2 separate regions of the Drosophila melanogaster genome follow, and region 1 is linked to region 2. The links are chromatin contacts, called in public Hi-C maps. All regions are on one chromosome and are shown on one strand. Each heading gives the region's core, a stretch centred on a gene start, on an enhancer-like site or on the middle of the called end of the contact. The rest is flanking DNA. Distances are from core to core; before and after follow the strand shown.

Region 1 (3,249 bases), core at 719-3,218, 1.9 Mb before region 2:
TCAGTCGGGCAATGCCCAAGTGACCGCTATGGACGGCGGCGTACAAGGGTGAGTACTTGGTCACGGCATGGGAGCGACCATCCGCTCCAGCATCCAGCAATCGCTGTGTAATGCTCTCGTAACCAGACTGGCAGGCTCTAAAACGAGACCGATATTAGTTTGGCTCAAAATGGACTAATTCTAAAAGACTTTTTCTCACAGGAATAGAAGGGTGTTTGCTCCTGAAGGAGCCATATTGACTATAATCTGACGCTCAGTTCCAAGAGCTGCCAGCAGCACCCGCACAGTCCGCTCATCGCCAGAGATCACTGCCGTTCGCAGCTCCCCGTGCTTGATCTGACGCACTTCCTCGCGGGCATCTGTGAAAGATAAGTTTTGCTTGGTTAACTAATACACAGCACCTTTGGAATAAACCAATTCCCACCCCGTATTGAGGATGCCTCAATGACCTCATCCACGAAGTAGTCACAGGCTTCCAGAGCTGTTTCAGTTCCAGTTTTGGGATGTTCCATGCTGAATTTCCATGACATTATGTAACCCAAATCGGTGCGAATAAGCCCCAAAAATTAATTGGCATCGGTATGATGACCGAACGCGCCGCTAGCAAAAACTGAACTGCGGAAAATCGATGGCCACGTTTTTGTGGTCATTGATCCAGGCCGTTTTATGTCGCACTGCGCAAGTCGGAGCCCAAGAAGCGCGGCAACTGTTGCACTTGTTCAAGAATGTGGCATTGGGTGAGTGCGTGGCATTTGTTTTGATTTGTCTCTTCGTGGGTGTCGGATGGTCCAGTGGTTGCACCAGTTGCTTCTGTGGGGGGTGGCTGTTTGAAAAAAGTTTTTGCGCGCCCACTTCCATTGCACCAATGTCACCCTGTGCCCTTGCTGGTGTTGTTGAAAAACCAATAACAACTGGTTGAAGTTTTAATTGCACCACTTAGGTAATTTGCATAGTCAAGCGTATAATGCTCATTTGCACTCTGACTAAATTTGCGCAAAACTAGCATATTGTGCATAATTTCACTAAAAGTTGTGTTATCTCACCTTCGTCGGAGTCGCTCATTGTTTTGGTTTGTGTACTTCACGAGATATCCAAGTCATGCATGGTATGTGTTAAATGGGTAGTTGTTATGGTCCGATTAACCAGTAGCACCTTTTACTGACCCTTACTTAATTATTTTGCACATTTTGCGAAATTTTCACTTTGTTTACCTTTTTGTCAACAAACAGTGTAACCTCTTACTGTTTTAGAATATATCTCCTCATTTTGGCACGATATGCTGTTAAGCGCTCTGTGTGACCGAAATATCGCAAGTGAATGCTGTTAATCAGTGTCGCACGCAGGGGGCTTCGTACTTTTCTCCAAAGATTAAAGCCAGCTTAATAACTAAATCATAATCTACCCAAAATCATTGATTTTTATGTCCATTGGCTTAAATTTATAAATTAAAATTAATTTAACAAGGCCGAACAAGTATTTGGAAGACGCATTTATTATTTTTATTCATACACATCTAAAAATTTGTTCCCAAGTGAAATATTTGAAATCCCAACTGATGCTGAAATATCTCATTTCTGATAGCATACATATATAAATACCAAAACGCGATAAGGTGGTCATCGTTTCTGTTACTTTGCACTGCTTGTCAACTCAACAACAGTAATATCGATATTATTTAAATCAGTTAAGCAGTGAATCACTATCGACTGTTACTTTTTGTTGAATTTTATTTTGTATGCTATGATTTTATCTAAAAGAATTTGATTCTTAGGAACTGTTAATTATTTTTATTTATTTTTTTTTTAACATGCAATTTCCTGTTATGACTGTTTACGAACAAGAATTTATTAGCACCGTGTATTTGTGTATATTTTATAAATACTGATGCCAACTGTAACCTATATCGATATAACAATCGAATGAAACACTATCGATATTAACCAGCGCCAGCCTAGAACGCCCTGTGTTCAACAGGAGTCACCCTGTGTTCGTTAACAGACGCTTAACAGCACGATCTCAACAATACAAATAAAAACAATTTAATATTCCTTAATCGAACACAAATTTGAGCCGATTGCACGGTGCGTTTGAAAAATAACAATACCGCGGAATGGCCGACAGAGGCCAACTGAAGGTGCCGGTGCAGAGAATCAAGTAAGGAGCAGCGTAAACTGCGCAGCTCACACCCAAAAAAAAATCGCTATAAAGGCGAGGGCTGGCCAAAATGGAAGCAAAAAACAAAAACAAACGAGCTGCGCCACAATGCAAGTGAAACTTCGATGAAAACTTGCCAATCCGTGTGCTTTTCAAGACTTTTCTGACTGTCTGCAATTTCCATTTTTGTGGCATCGCGACTTAGAGATGAGACATCGGTGCCGCGTAACTTTTTTATACCCTTTCCGCGGTATCAACTCCACCCGTTCGGTCACGGAATTTGAACATTTGGCTCTGAAATATGCCTTAATGGCTTAGATTTTCATTATGGAAACTTTTCTTTCAACGGCCATATCGAATTCGTTATAAATCCTGCTTACTTCAGTCATTCAACTGCCTAAAATTGCAAAAAAAAACACGTAAGGGCATTCATAGGTCGCCTTGGCTGACCCTGAATTCTTGTTTTTGTTTTCAAGTTGACCCCTCCCACCCCCAGCCAACAACTTATGACTGTGTGATTCATACTAAATAAAAGTCAGCGTTTTTGTTTTAATTAACAAGAACCGACGATTTTAGAGGCTGCTTTTCTATTTTATCCCATGTGGTAAAGGGCGGTTAGAACCAACTCAGTTTTACAGTGCATCAATGGATGTTATCCAGATCTCTGATCATCTCGAGGGCAAAGCCAAGGGAAGGGGTCGCCTTCTTATCAACGGGTGGGCGGTTGATTTTTAGTAATTTCCGTAATTCGACACCAAAACAATTATCGGTACATATATCGCCATATGTTTTCTTTCAAGTAACCCGGCGCCACCTTCTTATTTATTCGCAGAGAGATTGGCGTGCTGATTTAAATGGAAAACTTTGAAAACAACAATCTGTTGATAAGGTAACCAGCGAAATGCGGGACAACTAGCCTCCGTAGCCTGAAAGAGGCCATTGAAAAGTCTAATTAGGAGGAGCTGGTGATCCTCAAGATCCGAGGCACCAGATCCAAAATCCGAACTTGAAGATCAAATAGTCATGAACATGATGGACAACCGGGCGTTGGCCTACGTGGCCCACCAGCCCAAGTATGAGACACCGCCGGAAGAA
Region 2 (3,298 bases), core at 573-3,072:
ATAGCTCACATTCTCACAAAGTTCTTTCACTAATCCAAGCTAACATTCCAGCATGATGGTGTCGAATCTGAATTCATTGGCAACGGTTATTTGGGAGGACTTCATCTCACAGTTGCCGAAATTCAAGGGACTCTCCGACAAACAGCAGCTACGAATTCTGAAGTCGATCACTGTCGTCTGTGGACTGATTATTATGGGCGTGGCCTTTGGAGTTGGTCTGCTGGCGGGCGTTATTGAGTCCTCGCTGCTGGTGTTCTCGGCCACATCGGGTCCTTTGTTGGGTTGCTTCATCCTGGCCATGATGGTTCCGATTGCGAATTGGAAGGGCACCTCCGCCGGCATGGTCACCGCCTGCGCCTTTGTGCTTTGGATCATTGGCGGTGGCATGACCGTTACCAAGGACAATCCCCTGCTGCCCACCTCCACAGATGTGGGTTTTTAAAGCATTTCCGTTTTAAGCTTGATGCCTAATACTTTGCTTCTTTACAAAATGTAGGGCTGCACCAACGATACCTTCGCGCAGTCCATTGGCAAGCCCATCGTGGAACAGGGACAGATGCCCTGGCTGTTGTCGCACACGCCTATTGATGGTTTCAACCAGAGCTTTGTGCCCACACAGCCCACAATTGCACCTGAAAGGTGAGATAATTTAATTATTCTAAAAGTATTGCGTAAGATAGTACGTCACCTGGTGAAAATGTGCACTAGAACTTTGTTATCCTGATATTAATGTACGCTTAATTCCAATGCAGATCCGGACTGGAGACCTTCTACTCGATCAGCTTCATGTACTACAGTTTAATTGGCACGGCACTGACCGTGATCATTGGCACAGTGATCAGCTTGCTGACTCAGCATCCGGATGACGCCTACGACGGCAAGCTGCTGCATCCGTTGATCTTTCGGCTGTGCGAGCGTTTCTCCGGCCGAAAGCCGTACTACGTGAAGCACGAGGAGGAGTCCGGACTGAATGGGCGGAGCAGCAGTGACTCCTCGGCCACGACAACCACATGCAAGGCGGAGAAGGTGAATCACGGCTACGAGTCCTCGCCGGAGGACAAGGAGAAGAGCAGTCCCATCGCCGTGGTATTCACCACCTCCGAGGGAACGGGATCAGCAGGGGATCAGCAGTCGATATGCGACAGCAGTAGGATCCAATTGGACATTGTGCCGGGCGAGGGCGAAACGGGAGTGTATCGCCAACTGGCCGGGCGATCTGCGCTCTGAGGGTTAACTATGTTGCATACGTAGATAGTCTGACCCTAAAACTTAGTCCGTAGTACGTAAGCTAAGCCGTAGAATAGAGCAAGTTAGTTAGCCAAGTGTTTCATGTCTATAAAGATGCTGTGATTTTCTGTGCGCGACTGTTGTTGAGCAATTGCTCGCGCATTTCATTCGCATGTACTTAACGCATATGTGTGTGCGTGTCAGCATGCAATAAATAAAGACAAATAAACGTATTTTTTATAAAAAACAAACACAAAGAATTACATTTCTAACGTCAATTTTTACTTTTCGCGCGCTGAAACTTTCTAAACTTGGCCAGTGCTGCCCATCAAATTGGTCTATCGATAACTGCGATGACCAGGGCAACGAGAGTGCAGCGTGAGTCACGACTGTTACGTGACGTAAGTTAAGCGGGGAATGAAGTGGATTTGTAATTAGATATCCAAAGTATAAGCATGAATATAAAAATATAAAATAAGCTGTTTAGGTATTTTACCAAGCATTGTATTTGACATAAACATGAATTTTAAAGCAGCTTTATTTACTCGTGAGCCATCGTGACTGCTCCCAGCTGTTCTCCGGTTTCTCCCATCACTATTATATTTATGGGTCTTTTTGTTTGGCGTTTTTGCGGCCCCCCAAAGAATGCGAAAATAAAACGCAAAAAGTCTGATCCCTAAGCAATCAAACGTACAACATGGCCACGTTGGAGAAGCCCAAAAAGGAGGTGAGTCGTGGGCAGTAAAAAGTAACGAACCTAATAATGAAATTGCAGAAGAGCAAAAAGTCTCGCAACAGAGTGCCGATCGAAAAAGAGGAAGAGGAACCTGCTGAGTTATCAACAAGTGAAGAACAAAGACCAGCGGAGAATGTGTCTCTGTTGGAGGAATTCGAGCGCGTTGCGACCTTGGCCAGCAGTTCCAGTGGCGAGGCAATCATAAGCCACGAGTGCTGCATTTCCAGCGATGTAGGAGTAACGTCGCAAGAGCCAGAAGGAACACAGGAACCCACAGAAACGGAGGCCCAACCCAGTGCTCCAAGTGCCCCGCCCTCGACGACCGTTCACGTCGTTCAGTATCCCAACCTGCAGCCCATGCAGCTGTCCAACGCCCAAGTGGAGGAGCATTCCGCTAAGATCGTGTACCGACAGGCGGAGTCGCCCACCGGTTTCGCGCTAGCCAGGAGTCACATTAAGCTATTGAGCACGGAGGAACTGCGGCAAATTTACGATTGTCCCGAGCTGGAGCTGGCCAAGCAATTTGAGTTGGAGTTTCTAATGAACTCATTGCTGGAGACCAGCGAGGCGGATCCCCTGTATGCGGCTGTTATGGAATACTATGAACTGCAGGGAAAGATCACCTCCAATCTGCACGATGTAGAGAAGCTGCGCAAGGGCTGCGCCGAGTCCCAAAAACAAATCTGGGTCCGACAGCCAGTTACACGCACTTTCAGTGGAACCTGCGGCGATGGCAATGTGGTCCAGGAATGCGTCACCTACGAGTGAGTCAAGTCTTACCTCCATCATGGAATTGCTTACCGAAATGTCTTTTCCAGTGTGATACAGGTGGATCCCATTAAACTAGAAGTGGCCAAGACGTCTTTAACTGGCCTATATGACCTGGTGTGCCACGCGTATACGAATAACTCGATTACAGCCAAGATAACCAAAGTAAAGGTTGACCAAATCATCAATGATCTGCTGACCTATCCCAATTTGGATGGCCATTCGGTGGTTTCATTACATCACACACAATCTGGAGAGGCACTGCAGTGCGTTTCCCAACTAAGGCGAGCTATATCCATACTTTTCAGCTTCGTTCGCAGACCCAGTCCAAATGCAGTAAATCAATACTTTAAAGTTAAGAGTGAGAGAACATATCTAATATCTTTTTACCCTCTCAGAATTTCGACAAAGACCTCAAGGAATGGCTGCGCAAGCTGATTGCTCTGCAATTGTTGCTGGCAACGAGAGAGGATCACTGGTTCCTTCTATTTAACATCCTGCGCTGTCCCAATGGAGTCGGCTCCTGGGCTGCCCAATTCCTGCAACTGCCGGGAACGCGAGCAGTGC

Evidence for each region. Hi-C and Micro-C count contacts between places; a contact is called where the count stands out from the background.
Region 1: a contact with region 2 is called in a Hi-C map of the Kc167 cell line, with 2.4 times the contacts expected there. The contact joins the promoter of Pi3K92E here to the promoter of Epg5 in region 2. A contact is called at or near these places in 20 of 107 Hi-C or Micro-C datasets (the D17-c3 cell line, the Kc167 cell line, the OSC cell line and 8 more).

The regions. Positions count from the first base shown.
Region 1 is chr3R:20,633,451-20,636,699 of dm6, reverse strand. It overlaps Pi3K92E (Phosphatidylinositol 3-kinase 92E), which reads left to right and starts at 1,968. Exons shown (of 8, transcript NM_169910.2): 1 at 1,968-2,081; 2 at 2,987-3,249. The coding sequence starts at 3,178. Lrrk (Leucine-rich repeat kinase) reads right to left here and starts at 1,220. Exons shown (of 12, transcript NM_001275843.1): 1 at 1,044-1,220; 2 at 612-884; 3 at 200-359; 4 at 1-137. The coding sequence starts at 1,062.
Region 2 is chr3R:18,757,397-18,760,694 of dm6, reverse strand. It overlaps Epg5 (ectopic P-granules autophagy protein 5), which reads left to right and starts at 1,822. Exons shown (of 15, transcript NM_142495.4): 1 at 1,822-1,954; 2 at 2,003-2,727; 3 at 2,782-3,067; 4 at 3,130-3,298. The coding sequence starts at 1,925. It overlaps CG7720, which reads left to right. Exons shown (of 11, transcript NM_142496.4): 9 at 52-430; 10 at 497-639; 11 at 753-1,459. The coding sequence ends at 1,227.